Linked DNA regions of Mus musculus: all the other regions are linked to region 1. The links are chromatin contacts, called in public Hi-C, HiChIP or PLAC-seq and promoter capture Hi-C maps. All regions are on one chromosome and are shown on one strand. Each heading gives the region's core, a stretch centred on a gene start, on an enhancer-like site or on the middle of the called end of the contact. The rest is flanking DNA. Distances are from core to core; before and after follow the strand shown. Region 1 holds the start of Ube2e2 (ubiquitin-conjugating enzyme E2E 2). Region 2 overlaps Ube2e2 (ubiquitin-conjugating enzyme E2E 2). Region 3 has its middle 58 kb from the start of Gm41099. Region 4 overlaps Ube2e2 (ubiquitin-conjugating enzyme E2E 2). Region 5 has its middle 70 kb from the start of Ube2e2.

The links. Promoter capture Hi-C pulls out the DNA fragments that hold promoters and counts their contacts. A called contact is a pair of places that touch in the nucleus more often than the background predicts. HiChIP or PLAC-seq counts read pairs in DNA pulled down with a chosen protein or histone mark.
Region 2: a contact with region 1 is called in a Hi-C map of myocytes, with 4 times the contacts expected there. The contact joins the enhancer-like site here to the promoter of Ube2e2 in region 1. A contact is called at or near these places in 2 of 39 promoter capture datasets (the 3T3-L1 cell line and liver), 6 of 484 Hi-C or Micro-C datasets (adipose-derived mesenchymal stem cells, cortical neurons, myocytes and 3 more), 6 of 115 datasets of contacts at active chromatin or transcription factors (astrocytes, embryonic forebrain, embryonic stem cells and 3 more) and 2 of 9 other capture datasets (adipose tissue and liver).
Region 3: a contact with region 1 is called in a promoter capture Hi-C map of hippocampal neurons, with 2.2 times the contacts expected there. The contact joins the enhancer-like site here to the promoter of Ube2e2 in region 1. A contact is called at or near these places in 4 of 39 promoter capture datasets (the 3T3-L1 cell line, hippocampal neurons, liver and 1 more), 1 of 484 Hi-C or Micro-C datasets (cerebral cortex), 2 of 115 datasets of contacts at active chromatin or transcription factors (embryonic stem cells and stem cell-derived neural progenitor cells) and 1 of 9 other capture datasets (pancreatic islet).
Region 4: an H3K4me3 HiChIP or PLAC-seq map of the SCID.adh cell line shows a contact between it and region 1, with 11 times the contacts expected there. The contact joins the enhancer-like site here to the promoter of Ube2e2 in region 1. A contact is called at or near these places in 7 of 39 promoter capture datasets (the 3T3-L1 cell line, 3T3-L1-derived adipocytes, embryonic stem cells and 3 more), 5 of 484 Hi-C or Micro-C datasets (Th1 cells, cortical glia, group 2 innate lymphoid cells and 2 more), 6 of 115 datasets of contacts at active chromatin or transcription factors (the SCID.adh cell line, astrocytes, embryonic stem cells and 1 more) and 2 of 9 other capture datasets (adipose tissue and liver).
Region 5: a contact with region 1 is called in a Hi-C map of liver, with 2.2 times the contacts expected there. The contact joins the enhancer-like site here to the promoter of Ube2e2 in region 1. A contact is called at or near these places in 1 of 39 promoter capture datasets (liver), 3 of 484 Hi-C or Micro-C datasets (all in liver), 1 of 115 datasets of contacts at active chromatin or transcription factors (stem cell-derived neural progenitor cells) and 3 of 9 other capture datasets (adipose tissue, liver and pancreatic islet).

Annotation. Positions count from the first base shown.
Region 1 is chr14:18,892,093-18,895,229 of GRCm38.p6, reverse strand. It overlaps Ube2e2 (ubiquitin-conjugating enzyme E2E 2), which reads left to right and starts at 1,459. Exons shown (of 6, transcript NM_144839.2): 1 at 1,459-1,645.
Region 2 is chr14:18,777,441-18,780,577 of GRCm38.p6, reverse strand. All of the region lies in intron 3 of Ube2e2 (ubiquitin-conjugating enzyme E2E 2), which reads left to right. Among named protein-coding and RNA genes, the nearest start is that of Gm22499, 35 kb to the left of the region's middle. Within about 2 kb of position 1,412, at least 28 of the 459 cell types and tissues checked have an H3K27ac peak or open chromatin away from gene starts, as enhancers often do. A contact at or near this core is called in myocytes, where this site is marked.
Region 3 is chr14:18,982,389-18,985,525 of GRCm38.p6, reverse strand. No RefSeq gene overlaps it. Among named protein-coding and RNA genes, the nearest start is that of Gm41099, 58 kb to the left of the region's middle. Within about 2 kb of position 1,470, at least 11 of the 459 cell types and tissues checked have an H3K27ac peak or open chromatin away from gene starts, as enhancers often do. A contact at or near this core is called in hippocampal neurons, where this site is marked.
Region 4 is chr14:18,819,274-18,822,410 of GRCm38.p6, reverse strand. The region is part of intron 3 of Ube2e2 (ubiquitin-conjugating enzyme E2E 2); the gene reads left to right. Among named protein-coding and RNA genes, the nearest start is that of Gm22499, 6.7 kb to the right of the region's middle. Within about 2 kb of position 1,565, at least 29 of the 459 cell types and tissues checked have an H3K27ac peak or open chromatin away from gene starts, as enhancers often do. A contact at or near this core is called in the SCID.adh cell line and cortical glia, where this site is marked.
Region 5 is chr14:18,961,795-18,964,931 of GRCm38.p6, reverse strand. No RefSeq gene overlaps it. Among named protein-coding and RNA genes, the nearest start is that of Ube2e2, 70 kb to the right of the region's middle. Within about 2 kb of position 1,476, at least 5 of the 459 cell types and tissues checked have an H3K27ac peak or open chromatin away from gene starts, as enhancers often do. A contact at or near this core is called in liver, where this site is marked.

The sequences.
Region 1 (3,137 bases), core at 210-2,709:
GCAAAGAGTTCATGAGGTTAAGACTGTCTATGAAATACTGTATTTGATCATATTCTAAATATGATGCATTTCTACTAATACACTGTACTATGTCGGAAATACACACACCATGAGACAGATTTAAGTGGCCACACAAACCAGAAAACCAGGTTTCACTCATTTCTAACTCTTCCTCTCATACATTCTTGAGCTGACATTCGTAAGGACAAAGGTGCTGTCATTTTTTTTTTCTCAGTAGTCAGTTCCAGGCTAGACATTACTAGCTGCTTTGGGCAGTTTTCAGTGATGTAATTGGTTAAAAGCCAGTTCTTGAATGTATCTCGTGGAAGCATTTTCTGTTCCAGATACAGGTTATGAGTCTTGTATTGCTCTAGTCTCTGGGGTCTTTTTGCACTAGTTGTTTAGGCTGCTTGATTGACTCAGAACTTCACATTCCCATGGTGGCCTATGGCATCTGGTAGGTTGGGTTTCCCATGGTTTCCTATGTATTGGCTAGCACTGTTCAAGTGATTTGGACCATACTTGAAATGGAGGTCTGTCTTTAGCCCTCTCTGCTGAGCAGGACTAGTGCATGGGCTCAGCCACTCCCAAGAATCCTCACAGAAGTTAAGAGTAGTCCTAGATCTCAGCGGTTATGATAGGCTGGAGGTGTTGTGTGTGTGTGTGTGTGGGTGGTGGTGGTGGTGGTGGTGGTGGTGGTGGTGGTGGTGGTGGTGGTGGTGGTGAAGTGAGTTCATGGGCGCTGAGTTAACAAAGCATGTGCAGGTTTTTGTTTTGTTTTGTTTTGTTTTGTTTTAAGTAGCTATTTTGGGCTACAATGACAGGGCAACCTTATATTCCTCAGGCCACCCACAGCATGGCTACTATCCCACCTGTGTCTTTCAGGCACAGTGGCAGCCTCCCACTTGCTCTGATAGTGCTGCCCCCTTCGTCCCGCCCCGCCCTCCCCAGCCTCCCAGAGTGACAGCTAGCAGCCCTGGACAGGACTAGGCACCGCAGGACCTTCCCTGCAGCAGTTAAGGGGTAAAATGTGGCTTCACCCGGGCCCACGCGAAGTTTTCCAACAGCGGTGCAGGTGGGTCCTGCGCGAGCACGAGCTGGTGGTGCAGGTGTGTGTGTGTGTGTGTGTGTGTGTGTGTGTGTGTGTGTGTTCTCCCTACCCCTCATCCCAGTCCGCCGCACTGCACCTTATTGAAGCGCAACCCCACCCCTTAGCCCGCGTGTCCCTTTAATTCGTGCGCTCCTCAAGGTCCTCTCGTCCCTCCCTTCCCGCCGCCGTTGAGCCTCGATTTCCCTCCTCCCTTTCCCTTCGCCCTAACCCGCCTTTGCTCCGGCCCGCCCAGCCCAGGACTCAGCTGTCACTTTACTTTTGCGCGCGCACCTCACAGGTCCTCGAGCGGGCACGCGCCGGCGGGGGCGGGGCTAAATCGCGTCGCGGGCTCGCGGGCGCGACACCGCGAGGCCGACGTGGGGCTCGCGCTGTCGCGGGCTCTCAGGGCAGGCAGGGCGAGCGCGCGCTTGGGAGGGGGCGCGCGCGGACGGCGGGCGGCGGCGGCGGTGGCGGCGGCGGCGGCTCGCGGAGGCGGCGGTTTCACTCCCGGACTCGGCGTCGGAGCCGCGGCTGGAGCGCGGGCGACGCCGCGAGGTGAGTAGGTGAGGGCGGGCGGGCGTGGCCGCGGCCAGAGCCGCGGCGTGGGGCGCGCGGGGACCCCACGCGGCGAGGGCCAGCCCGGCGAGATCCCCGCCCCCGCCGCGGCCTCGGCTCGGGTGCGCGCCCGCGGCCCCGCAGGCCTCCCTGACCCTGCGCGTGTCCGCTGGGGCCCGCGCGCCCCTCCCCCGTCCCGCAGAGTGTGGCCGTCCTTCGCCCACGAGGACCTCTCCCCTCCCCTCCCGAGCCCACCGCAGCCAGGAACTAAGTCTCCGCAAAGTCCAGGATGGATGTCGCGGCGCAAAGTGCCCGGCTGTCCGGAGCTCTTCCCAAATTGCATAATTGCTACAGGAGGTGAGGGTGAGGGAGTACCCGCTGGGTGTGTGCGTGATGCCCCGGGGTGTGGGTTGTCACACTGGTCTTTTGTAATGCCCGATGCTTGGCACAGTTTGGCTCCGAAGCCAGTTTTCCTCTGGCTTCTCTGCAGCACCCACTGGCCTGATTGGAAACTGGATTACCCTTGTCCTCCCACCCCCACCCACCCCCTCTTCGCTACTAATGTTTTGATCCATTTGCCCTTTTCCAATTCTAATGAACATAAAGCCTGGCTTCTTGTGTCTCTTTTTCCACAACTAACCAGAAATGCCCCATCCATCTTCCCTAAAGGAAATTAAGGCCGCATTAGAGAGACATCATCACCCTGGGCTTGGTGGCAGCTCTTGGACTTATTTGCTGATTTGCAAGATTCTTATCCTCTAACCTTGTATTTTGTAATTTTGAGGGTCTACTTGAGTATTTCCATTTTAAAGTACAAAAGAATGTGCTAGGACTTACCTCTGATTACCTTACTGTTTTTAAGATTTTTTTAAAGCTCATCTTAGTTTTAAATCCTTGGATTTTGAAAAGCATGCTCTAGAAATGCAATCTTGGGAATCTAAATATTTGTCTTTCTTCAGGCAGTCAGGATGCTCCTGGGCGCTTGGCAGTCTTGTTTGTGGGTGATGGTGAAGATGGAGTGTTTTCATATGTCATACCTTGAGCTCTTTCCTCTAGGGCACAGCACTTCCCTCAATCAGGTGCTCCACTTTTATTTTCCAAATAAATATCTTTTCAGACACTTGGGAAGCTGGATAGCGCTACAGGTTTGGCGTATAATATAAAGTATTTTATGTTTTGGAAAAGTTCAGAAATCACAAGTAGAAAAACTGGTATGCCAATGCAAGTTCACATTTTCCTGTTGCAGCTGCACAAATGAATACTTGCTTTTCTAAGTTTTTAAAAATCATGACATTTGATGATTTGAATAGTAATGTGGACTTGAGTACTGTTGGTTTCATCGGTGGGATTTGTTTAGATCCGTAAGTTTTTCTGAAACACGCTAATTTCACTCACTATGTGCTGGGAATTTCCAGAGCCTGATGACATCACAGAGCACATAGTCAATAAAGCTCAAAAAGAATGAGTGTGTTTAAATACCTAAATGTAATAT
Region 2 (3,137 bases), core at 163-2,662, 110 kb after region 1:
TATGATTTTAATTCATTTCAATTTTTGAAAGTTTCTTTAATGACATAGGGGATGCAGCCTGTTTGGGTGTCTGCTTTTATTGGCTCTTAAAGTATAATTATGTTTTAAGTATTGTGAACCTGTAAGTCACATCCTGCTGTGTGGCTCCTTGTTCAGTTGCCTTCTTGAATTTCTGTGCACCCTTATTGTGCATTTCTGAGGACACTTTTAGATTTATCTTTCTTTACTCTATTCTGGTGTAAGATACTGCTACTTCCCCTAAGGCTGAGATCCTTCTGTTATTATGAAGTTCCCTGTTTGCTTTTTGCAGTTTTCTTTATTTTAAATACACTTTATCTGACACAAATGTAGCCACTTTGCTTTGTTGTTGTTTTCATGATTTATCTCTTTCTACCATGACATGCAGTGTGTTTCTTTGAACTCTGACAGTAAATCAAAGCCAAGTTTAGAGTCAGACCCCTGGCAGTTCTCTTGTGTAGCCTCCCAAGTGGAAAGCTGCAAACAGGGTGACCCAGTGAGTAAAACACTTGTTACCAAGCCTGACAACCTGAATTTAATCCCTGATACAGACTTGATGAAAAGAACTGACTCTGACAAATTGTCCTCTGGTCTTCATACACATACTGTGGCAATATGGCCTCCCCAAATACACATAAACACATACAAGTAAATAATGGTTTATAAGATAAAAGAAATGGAGTTGATCAGAAATTTTCTTCCACTTTTAAAACTATATGTTTGTATGTATACATTTATATGTGTGTGTGTGTGTGTGTGTGTGTGTACCTTGTATTGATTAGAAATAATGATCTTTAATTCTTCAATACATGGGGAGTACTATGGAAACAATCTGTCTGGTGATGAGATTGCTGTTTTCTCTGTGTATCCAGTGTACTCTGCTGTGTAGGCCCTGCCACTTCTGAAAGGGTGATTTCAGATAAGTGATGATGAATAAAGAAAGATAAGTAATTGAGGGAACATTAGAGTCATGTTATCACAAACGACAGTGGTCTTTGTGGTTATTTAAAAAAAGAATAGCAAGGCCTAAATAACAGTAGGAAGAACAAAGGTTATGACCGAAAACTGGGCAAAAGAATGTGCTGCATTTCTGGAACTTAATAACTTTTAGCTTCCTGACATCTTGGCATGGCTGTTACTGTTTGTTTTGTGCTGCAGTTGTGGGATATTAAATCATGATCCTATTTGAACAAAACTATCTAATTACCCAGGGAATATATTATTTCCCTGAATCTTGAAATCATTTTGATAATTGTAAAGAAAACTTGTAACACCTTGTAAAAACTGCTCTGCAACTCAGTGCTTTTAAAAACTGATGCCTGATGATGCATATGTTTGTCATCTGTGGTCAGTGCACCATATCTTTGTCAGCTGTGGTCAGTGCAGCTACACACTTAGTTACGGGTAAATGAAGCCTGACACTGGTGGTCACCCTTGTCCCTCTCCCACTCTGCCATTCTACTGGTTATGAGTTCAGCCCTAATTGGAAGTAGGAACTAGCCCCAGATAGAGGCCTGAGACCTGAGTTTCCAAGCTATGTTTAAATGGTTTGGGGGGCATATGCTCCCCAACTGTCAGTGGCAGTGAGCTCTTTGAACTTTGCCCTCTTTTCCCTTGAAATATTTCATCATGACGTGAGCCCAGAACTAGCATACTTCACTCAATTTTCTTAATTATAAGAGAAAACAACAAGGCCCAGGAAACTTCTATAGCATTCCATTTGTTTTAAGAACAGCAACCTGAGTGATACATAATGTAGTGAAATTACCTGCAACTGTTCATGACCCTACATCGTGCTTGTCATAAGTAACAGTGTCTGGAAGTTGTTCACAAGTTTACAGAGGCCACTGAATACCACCCATTCAACAGATGGCTAAAGCAAACCTCACAGCTTAACAAAAAGAAGATGTCAGTAGACATTGAAACGTGATATTTACATTCAGATCATATTCAAAAGCTGCTCAAAAGTTGAAGTGTATTGTTTGATAACATTCCAGTTGTTGATCATTTTCATACTCATAAGACAGTTAACAGTAGCTGGATTACTCATGAATAAACAAGAGACAACTTCCCAAAGAGGATGGGAGTGAAAATGCCACTGCCGCAAACCAGCCCCAGTCGACCTCTCTCAATCCACGGAAAAAGTTTCTGGGTTCTTGTTACAGGCAGGCATGGAGTTGTAGAGAAATGACAAACAAATAAGAACACAAGGGAGTGGCTGTATCTGGATGTATTTTCTCCAAGCAAACACCAGGCTTTTAATACAGAAGAAAAACAAGAAGGCTAGGTGAATACATCCGTCAAGGTACACTGGTTCTTAACACAAAACAAAGAAAATGCATACATAAAAAGATGGTGGGAGCCAGGCCATGTTTACAACTGAGAATAGGAACAACCCTTAATTAAGATCAGCTAAACACAGGAGCCAGGTGAATGCTCTGATACAATGCTAGTCTATTGTTAAACCCACCACCAGGGGTCCTTTAGTAAATACCTGATTATGCTATTCCTCTGGGCCTAGTGAAAAAGCCCCACCTGAGAACTCTGTTCTACTAACCCTTTCATACTACAACCCACCTATTTCCTAGGCCATTGTGTATTCCCGTGTTTGGTTGTGGCTCAGCTATTGTCCTAAGTAATTACTATGTAGACTGGCCCTGAGCTTTTCTAGCTCTGTTCTTCTTAATGCCTAATAAGTTTCACTGTCTCTACTAGAAGTGAATTTGAATGTTACTGAATAGATAACACTCTTACTGAATTCCAAGCTCAGGGTAGACTTCAAGGACTATCTTGGACATTGGTGAAGGCCAGGGAGAAAAATTCAACCTGATTTAAGTATTTGTAAAATCATTACTTGGAAGCACCTAATAATACAAGAAAGCACACAGATCCATACACCAGACTAACGCAGGGACAGGGTTTGAGTATACAGGCTATGGGAATGGCAAGGTTCCAGGAGGCTAAGTTTCCGTGAAACTCTTTGCCTTGTGACTGCTACCAGGCTTTTAGGCCTACCAAGGAGACTTCACTGGAGTGGATGTAGCATGTCACCTGTGTAATTACTTACATTTGATAATAAAAACATTCTGACATTTTTCCTCAAAGGGCTTAAAATGTTG
Region 3 (3,137 bases), core at 221-2,720, 90 kb before region 1:
GGAGATCTGTCTCACATGGCTTGAATTCAATTCAATTTTGGGCATTAAATTGTCCAACTCATATACTGATGTTATAAATCTACAGTTATAAATTTATATACACACCCACAAACTTCCCTTTTAGAATGTCAGCTTCCCCAGACAAAAGAGCCCTTGGTTACGTGTTTGAAGTCCCTGGCCACATCCTTCAGATATCTTGCCTCGTAGCTGTGCGGTGACTATTAATGAAATCACTGAATATGGTATATTTGACATAACACACATAGAGATAGCAGCCCAAGAAAGCCTGGATTTTGGTGTCTCCAGCTCTCTGAACTGACTACCAACACTGAACAAGGTGTCCCTTGTTCCTGCTTTCATCTTCCCACTTTTAAAAGCTGCCAGCATAATTTTACTGACATCTGAAGTATTGCCTTCATGCCCTTTGTTATTTGAGATTTCTCAAGAGTTGTATGATACAAAGGTTTAGTTCTTGGGTAAGCAAAAGTTGTTTCTTGGTGAATTTGAAATCCTATTGTAGACAGAGGAGGTGAGTTTCACCTGCAAATGTGAAGAGCCCCAGTTTCACTGTCCCATTCTCAACTGGAAGGAGACTTCTCAAACAAAGTGTTCATTTAGTATTTCAGGCTTAGCAAAAACCTTTTAGATATTTGAGCCCTAATAAAAATATAAAAGCAAACCTGCAAATGAAAACGGTTACTGAATGCTTCAAAGCACAACATCCTATTACCTAACTAGATCTATAACATGTCTATCCTTCAGTTACAAAATGGCTTGGATTTAAAATGGGCAAACTTTTAATATTAACTTATTCTGTATGGCATACACACATAATATTTTACCTGGTATTGATTTATGTTCTAATTGTTCCAAACTAAGGAACTATCTCACTCATTGCTTTGCCATCTTACTCATTGCTCAAGTGGTTCAAGCTACTCTCTTGAAATTTTTAAAAGAGCAAGTGACATGGTTAATCTTTATTATTAACGTTTTATGTTTACTATGTAATATGTTAATAATACTATATATTATTTATTGGGGATGCACATATGTTTACACACACATGTGTGGTGGTCAGAGGACAAACTGAGGGAATTGTTTTTATCATACTGTGGAGGTTTTGGTGATCTAACTCAGGTCACAGATTTAATGCCTTTATCTTCTGATCTACCTTACAGGCACTCTGTCTGTATGTAACACCCACAATGCTCTGCAGCAGCCCCAGGTGGGCCTTATTGGCAGGTATAACACTTAAGTGGTCACTTGTTTACCACAGCCTGTCGATCCCTGATCAACCAGTTATGACACAGGGCAGCCCAGGACATCTCTTCAGTGCATTTCCACAGCTCCATCTTTCTGTACCTCCACAGCAGGCTCTGGGTGCTGTTTGAGGAATGAAGTAATCAATGTTCCCTGCCAGTACTTATAAAATATTCTGCTTTATGGAACAGCATCTCCTGCTGCTTCAGGCACTCATCCAGTTAAAGCAAAATCTGGAAGGAACAGAAGGAGGCAGTTTTATATCCATTGTACTTAGAGCAGTAGGGGAAAAATTAGGTTCATGGAGAGAGAGAGAGAGAGAGAGAGAGAGAGAGAGAGAGAGCGAGCGAGCTTGTCTTGGAACATTTTTTTTCCTTAAAAAGGATGGCTATCTTGGATATGTCTAAATGAAGTTACAAACCGGACATGCTTATATATGGCCATGAATTTTATATGTATGGGAAGACAGCCCACCTGACCCACAAAGGTTGTACCATCTCTTCATCTACTACCACACAGTGCCATCATCTCTACTCAGGCTCTTCCTTCTCACTGAGTCTTACTCAGAACGCTGAATTTTAGGAAAGGGCCTTTGGTGAGTTATGGCACTCAGTGCTTTCACTTGTACTTCTTTCTTACTAGCTGTGACAAGATTTTTACTCTTTGTACAAGAGAAGCCAAACCCATGCAAGAACAACCTGTCAAGAATACTTACAGCCTGTAGTTAACTCTCCCCAAGTGTGACTTAACCAGCTAGGTGTTGCTGAGGACACATGACCAACACTACAGGTTAATGCCTCTGTGAGCACTGCAGGAGGCACTGTAAAGGGAAGGTCAGAGAACTGAGAAATGACTATTAGTTGGCATTTATTAATCCTGGGTGCTGTGTTCAGCTCTGAAGAATGGAGCACAAACAAAAACAGATTGCCTCTCACAACCTGTGCACTCCTTGACAAAAAGGAAATGGCCTTCACTGACAGTAAATAACAGTATGTAGTAGAAACACCCTGAATCCATAAACAAAGTCAAAAGATACCAAAATAAAAGCCAAATGAATTACTAATGCTGGCATCCTTCACTTACAACTTACTTTGTGTACAGCAAAATCTTGCATGTCTAGATGACAGGCCAGTTAGACGCAGCCTGGGGCTATGCCATCAGTTTTCATGAGGCTTCCCAATCTGTAGATTGTATATGATAGAGTTGAGGGCTTGTGACAGGAATAGTATGACCAGGAATGTACAACTGCCATCTGACCCTTTACAGAAAAGGTTTCTTGACCTACTTTACTAGAAGAAATCTTGTTTCCAATCTGTACTTTTCTTTATACATTAATATAGTAATTGTTATATATTCATTCAAAATCAAGACTCAGTTTAATTTAAGAATTCACCAAGCATATATTAAAAAGGCTTGTCTCTCTTTTTCTATCTCTCCCTCTTTCCTCCTCTCTCCCTCCCCCTTTCAGCTTTGTACTTGCAGTTCAAGATGTCAGGTCCCAGATCCTGTTGTCTTAACTACTGCCTGCTACATGGTGTCCCCACCATCAAGGATCCCAACCCTTTGGAGATTGAGACCAAATAAGCCTTTCCTTTTCTAAGTTGTCATGGTCATAGTATTTAATCCCAGTCATAGAAAAGTACCTAAGATTCTTTCTCTGAACAGCCCAAAGATCTAGATAGACAGCTAAAAGGAACACAAGCTCATCCCAGACATCACTCTGTAGCAGATAACAAATAGTCTATGATTAAATTTCTAGAACAATTCTAAGTAGCATTTGAAAAGTGTTCAAAATACTGAGACACTTATAAGGATTAGTTTAAGGTCTATGAGCTCTTGAAAAAGAAACAAACATGCCGGGCATGGTGGTGCACGCC
Region 4 (3,137 bases), core at 316-2,815, 73 kb after region 1:
CTTGGTATGAAGGTGCTAGGCTCTTAAATCCAGCCTTGTGAGTAGTGATTCATTACTAAATTATATTTAGAGTCAACATGTTTCAACCATAATAAAATTCAATATATGGGAAAAAAGTCTTAAATTACCTCCTTCAGTTTCAAAGGTAAACAGAATAGATTACATAATCCTAACCATCTCTCTGATACTTTTGTGTATTAATTAGGAGCTGTAACTCTCCCAAAATGCATGGTAGAATTACTGCAATTATTTGACTTATTCATCTATTTAAAATAGGCAAGACAAACTTACTGTGACTAATCTTAAAACTGAAAATGTGAAGGGCTTCAAAATCCAGAGCCATTTGTAGAGAACCCATAGCGGCTTTTCCTGCAACTGATGCCTTAGGATACAGCTACCCCAAAGACACTGTAGGAAGTATCCTTCAACTGTGTGCAAATGGCACATAAAGCATGTAAATGAATCTTGTGTTCACCCTCAAATGATCCATTATGGATATTAAAATATTCTCAAATCTGAAATCTGGATGTCTTTGGCCCTAGCCTTTCAGAGAAGGGATACCCATTCAACCATGGCTCCATGTTCCAGTCCTCTTCAAGATTAAACTCCATCCAGTTGCCATCTTAACAGTGTTTTTGTGGCCCTGAGATATAGGTTAGATTAACAAGTATTCTGCATACGTGTTGCAGCCTAGGGAGCACATGTATTATGTTTTGTTTTCATTGGTGCTTTTTGTTTGTTTGTTTGTGTTGTATTCTTCCTTCCTTTTTCTTTTCTTTTTTTTTTTTCTAACCATTTCCTTGAAACAAGAAATTATAAGTGGACCTAGAAAGATGGCTCAATAGGTAAGAACATTTGCCACATAAAAGTAAGGACCTGAGTTCAGATCTGGTAACCACATAAAAGCTGGGCATGGTAGCTTCTAATTCCCGTGTTAGGAGACAGAGACAGGAGGATCCAGCCAGCCTAGCTTAAATAGCAACTATCCCATTCAGTAAGTAGCCTTGTCTCAGAAATAAGGCCCCTGGTATATGATGGAGAAAAGTAGAGGAGGACACCCGGGGTTACCTCTGCTTCTACCTACACACATGAGCACACATGTGCACAGCCACACAACATAAAAAGTAGGCTGGAAAAGAAGAATAGAACTATTCTTCTTTGGATGATATTTGGGATATTTAAATTTATAAACTGTAATTACATATATTTTTTCCTACTGTGAAGTGTGTGATTGACAAAACCAGTACCATGCTGTCACAGCAGCAGCGGCTGGATGTATGGCTTGCACAGCTGTGTAAGTGACACTCTGAGCTTTGTTTTTTACAACACACAATACACGTGACAGTGATCTGAGGCCTGTGACTTAGCAAAACAAGTACCACACATCCTCCCTTCTTCCACACTGCTGACCATTGTGAAAGGGGGTTTGTGTGACTTAATGACAGTGTGAAAATGCAGCTTGCCAACAAAAACAGCTTTTTGTAAAACCATGTGCTTGCTGTGTGACACCATTCCAGGGAAAATGAACAAACGTTTACTTACCCCAGATAAGAATCTGATGATGGCTCAAAGTAACATACCGCTAAGTACATCGTGGTGAGCCAGTGAGTTTTAGTGGGGTTACCCACAGGAGCAGAAATGACTCAAAGAGAGTTGCATCATTACTACACCCGCTCCCCGAAGCATGGGTGATGGGTTATGGAAGCTGCAAACCTGAGAGGCAGTACATAGTTTGCAGGTAGCCTGACAGGCTGGAGAATGTCTCTTCCAGGAAGCATTGTTGGTTTCTGCCGCTTTTAGATGGTTTGGTAAGTCTGAAAGTGTCTCTCAACAGCAGTCCTAACTGCTTATATAAGCTTTGGTAAGCTTCTGATAAGTTTTAGGGACTTTCTGAAGCTTTTGACTATTTTCTTTGTGAATTTTGAGGCACATCCTGGTCTGAACAGGCTTCCCCGAAGCACATGGTGCCTTGTCTGGAGGAGGCACCGCACAGCGAGGCTTTAAGTGGCAGCAGAGGCTTTATGTGCCACAGCGAGGCTTTATGTGGCAGTAGTGGAAGAGAAACAGATCTGAAGGTTGTCTTGTCAGTGGTATCTCTTACCTTTTGTGTTTAGTTTGTGAAGAGACTAATAAGATTCCAATAATGGCTAGATGCTATTTTTTAGATATTATCCTTTAACAGGGAATCTTTAAAGTATGTACACTGAATGCTTCGTATGTGAAGCGCATTGCAGTAGACTGTTGAGAGATGCAGAATGCCTCTTCTCTTATAAGTAAAATGGTTAGTAAAAAAGAATAAAACAAGAACACAAACTCAGAGGGTGACTTTTAGAAATGTTATGTTTTTATAATAATTCATTGTGTGTGTGTGCATGTGTATGTGCATGGACATGCAGTGTATGATATACCATCCGTGTGGAAATTAGAGGACAACTTACATTATATGGGATTAGCAAATCGAACTCATGTCATTGGTCTTGTCAGCAACCATCTTTAGTAGCTGAGTTGTCACCCCAGACCCCCAAAAAACCCAAACCCTTTTAAAAGTCTCTGTAACCTTTGTTGGCCTGGTCCTCACTAGATACCCAGGCTTGAAATCATTAGTCATTCTCTTGTGTAGGATCACTGCCCAGTGATATTAACCAATTTAGGTTAAGTTGAAGTACATATGGCGCATGAGGTATGTGTTGAAAGAAGGTAGGACAGAATACTTCAGGGCAAATCATAAACTGGAGAGGAAATCTTTCAGTGAGATGGGAGAGGGGTCACAGGCTCTAAGACCAGTAATGACGGAGATGGGTAAGGGTAGTGGGAAGAAATGTCAGTTAATGAGTCTTTTGGAATCTGGAATTGTCTCTTTTCTAGGGACCCAAGAAACATGACAACACAAGAAGAAGCCATGCACAGAGCTGCTAGAGCTACTGTTGCAGCTAAAGATGTGCAGCTGCAACTAAGACCATGGGCAGCATGCTTCTGTAGAAATCAAGGGGTCTGCTCATACTCAGATTCAGTCACATGACAAACGAGCTGAACTTATATAAAATGATTGAAAATATGAACCATTATTCAAGACCATATAAATATGTAAGGGAACAATTTTAGTAAAGAAAAATAAATGGCTAAGTAAATCATAGTCA
Region 5 (3,137 bases), core at 227-2,726, 70 kb before region 1:
GGAGGCAGGAGCTGGTACATAGTCCATGGAACAGTACTTCTTACTGGCTTGCTCACATTCTGCTTTCTTATAGAACCAATGACCACCATCCCTGGAGTGGTACCACAAACAGAGGGCTACCACCCCATCAGTAACTAATTCAGAAAATGCCCAACAAGCTTGTCCACAGCCTGGTCTTCTGGAGACATTTTCTCAACTGAGGCTCCCTACTCCCAAATTACTCTAGCTTATGTCAAGTTGATATAAAAACCAGCCATCACATGAAGTTATAGTCTGACAGCTGGAGGACCCTTGAAGGGAGAGAATGTGGCCCCAGATCACCAGTAGAAAAGACCAAAGAGGGGCTCATGATTCAGGACTAGAAAGACAGATTCTGTCCTACTCTCCCAGACCATATCTGCTTGTTCTTGGACAAGTAGAGGGACTGGATTGAGCCATGAAGCCTTCATTTATTCCTAGTGAGGGAAGGGTCAGGTAGAAGGTTGGCTGCTGCAGTTGGAAACTCACCCTGCAGACCAAGAATAACAAAGGAGGAGTCAGCACAGCTCCAGGTATCAGTGCTGGAGTTGGTCAACTTTGGGATGGAAAACATATCCTTACATGTGCTGTCAGGAAGCTGTTGGAATTCATCAAAAGACCCTCACTCGCAAAGACCATAGAAACTGCCATTGTTACAAACCGCATGAGGATTTTTATTGATCCAACATGTTGGGGACTCCCCTCTCAGCAAGCAGACCAGAAGAGAGACCCAGAACAAAGAAAGATCACACTTTTTATACCTTTGCAAGAGGCAGATTTGAGCAACAGGGTTCTCATTGGTGTAGCCCTTTCAGGCATTGGTTGGTTTGTATAGTGACTAAGTAACCCTTTGGCCTAGTTCCACACTTTGCCTGCCCTCATAGTAGATTATTATGATTTGGTCAGCTTTTAGCTATTAACATCACAGGGAATTCTAGCAAGGTCAGGGGATCTGCAGTCTTTCTCAGAATTTAGTGTGGGGCAGGGTAGGGGGATTTCTCTGGGAGCTGCTATCTTGTTACAGTTTTTTCTCTGAGAACAGCTAATATTATTTTGGCAGTTGCAAGCTTAGTCATTTTGACCGCTAAAACTATGTTTTTACATTTGTTTAGTCAGCCAGTTGTCTGGCTCTGCACTTGGCCTGCTAGGACAGTTTGGAAAGTCCTCTTCGAAGGGGGAAGGTACCGGGTGGTCTTGAACTCATTTTGAATATTACAAAGCCACTGCTGGAAGACTACATCCCCACCTGGGGCTTCACCTCAGTGTGAGCACCTACCAAACTAGAATGACAATTCTACACTAGAATAAACCTGAGGACTCTAGGCAAAGAGTTTTCTAATTCAGCCTCCTGCTGTTAAGGCCTGGCCTATTGCCCTTTATTGACAACAGAGTACAGGTTGTCCACCAGCAGGGTGAAAGGTGCTTTTCCACCTGCTTTGTCTATACCAACTAGGCCAAACCTGTGTTTACATAAGTCTGGAGAAGGAAAGAATCCAGACCCTGGAACAAGATTAGAGCGATCGGTCAGCCTTAGAACTGTGCTGTTTATTTATGTGTTTAATTGGGGCAAAGTTCTGGGTTCTGTTTCTAGGTGCTATAATCAAAGCCCCAAGGGATTGTCAGAGAACATTTAAAGGTTTGTGTTGGGAATTGATTCTAATGCTTTGTCTTAATTTGGCTCTCAAAATCACTCTAGAATCTACATGTCCAGATGTTGAGGGACCCTGTCCCCAATTGGTTTCTGATTGATCAATAAAGAGCCAGAAGCCAATGGCAGGGCATGAGGACAAAGGCAGAACTTTTAGGATTCCCTGAAAGAAACACAGAGGGAAAAGGGAAGATTTGTCATGGCTCAGAAGCAGAGAGATCAAATTAAGAGCTGCAGGAGAGAAATCATCCAGCAATGTACGTACAAAGGGAAAGTGGGCCTGTGGAAGGGCTGTCCAGAAAGAGACAGGGCAGTAAAGATAAAATACAGATTTAGAACGTGTTAATTCAGGAATCCTGGAGGGGGAGTGTGTGCTAGCTGCAGGGAGGTTTGGAAGTGCCCAGCCATTGAGCTAGTTAAGACAGATTTAGAACAATTGGGTGGGTGCACACTCACCAGGGACATAGAGTAGCCATTCAAGATTTACTGCTACAGGTTTGAGAAAAGTATCTGGAATCCTGGATGATGTTATAATAACCTATGAATATCAATGGAGACACAACTGTAGCTCCCTTTGCCCCCACCCTACATTGTGACCATAATCTCTCTTATACTGTACTTAGATTCTGCCATATGTCCCAGAACACAGGACAAGTAGAGTGGCCTTGGACACATTTCCAAGCCTCCTAGGATCATTTATTCACCACCAAAAGCAGAAAGACTGAAATTCTGCGTTCTCCCCAGTACATAGTCTATGACTCTGTGGTGTTCCATAATTTCAAGGCTGATCTTCCTGTTGTCACTGATGCATGCAGAAGAGTTTTGAGTCTGCCAGAGGCTATGGGGCCACTGCATAGTGAGAGAAAAGCCACAAATGAATGGGTTCTCTTTAAACATTTACACCATATCACTGAAGGAAGTCATAGAAGGAACCTAAAACTGACAGCATTAAGGGGCACAGTGTGCTAGCTTGTTGACTCAAGCTCAGCTAGTTTTCTTACACAGCCCAGACCCAAGATCTATGGATGGTGCTGCCCATGGGGCCCACCTATACCAATTAGCAATCAAGATAATCTCTCAAACATTTGATGGAGGCAATTCTTCAAATAAAATGCCCTCTTCCCAGGTGACTTTATATTTTATACACTGGTCAATAAAAACTGACCAGAGCATAAATGTAGACCTTATCTCAAATAAAAGCAATCTTTTTTTTAATTGGATATTTTATTTGTTTACATTTCAAATGCAATGGCCTCTCCCAGGTTCCCCTCTGTAAACCCCCTATCCCATCCCCCCTTACCCTGCTTCTATGAGGGTGCTCCCCCACCCACCCATCCACTCCCGCTTCACTGACCTAGCATTCCTCTACACTGGTTCATCAACAGGACCAAGAGCCTCCAATTCCATTGATGCCAAATAAGGCCCTTTCAGCTCCTTCAGTCCTTCCCCCTAACCTCTCCATCAGGGTCCC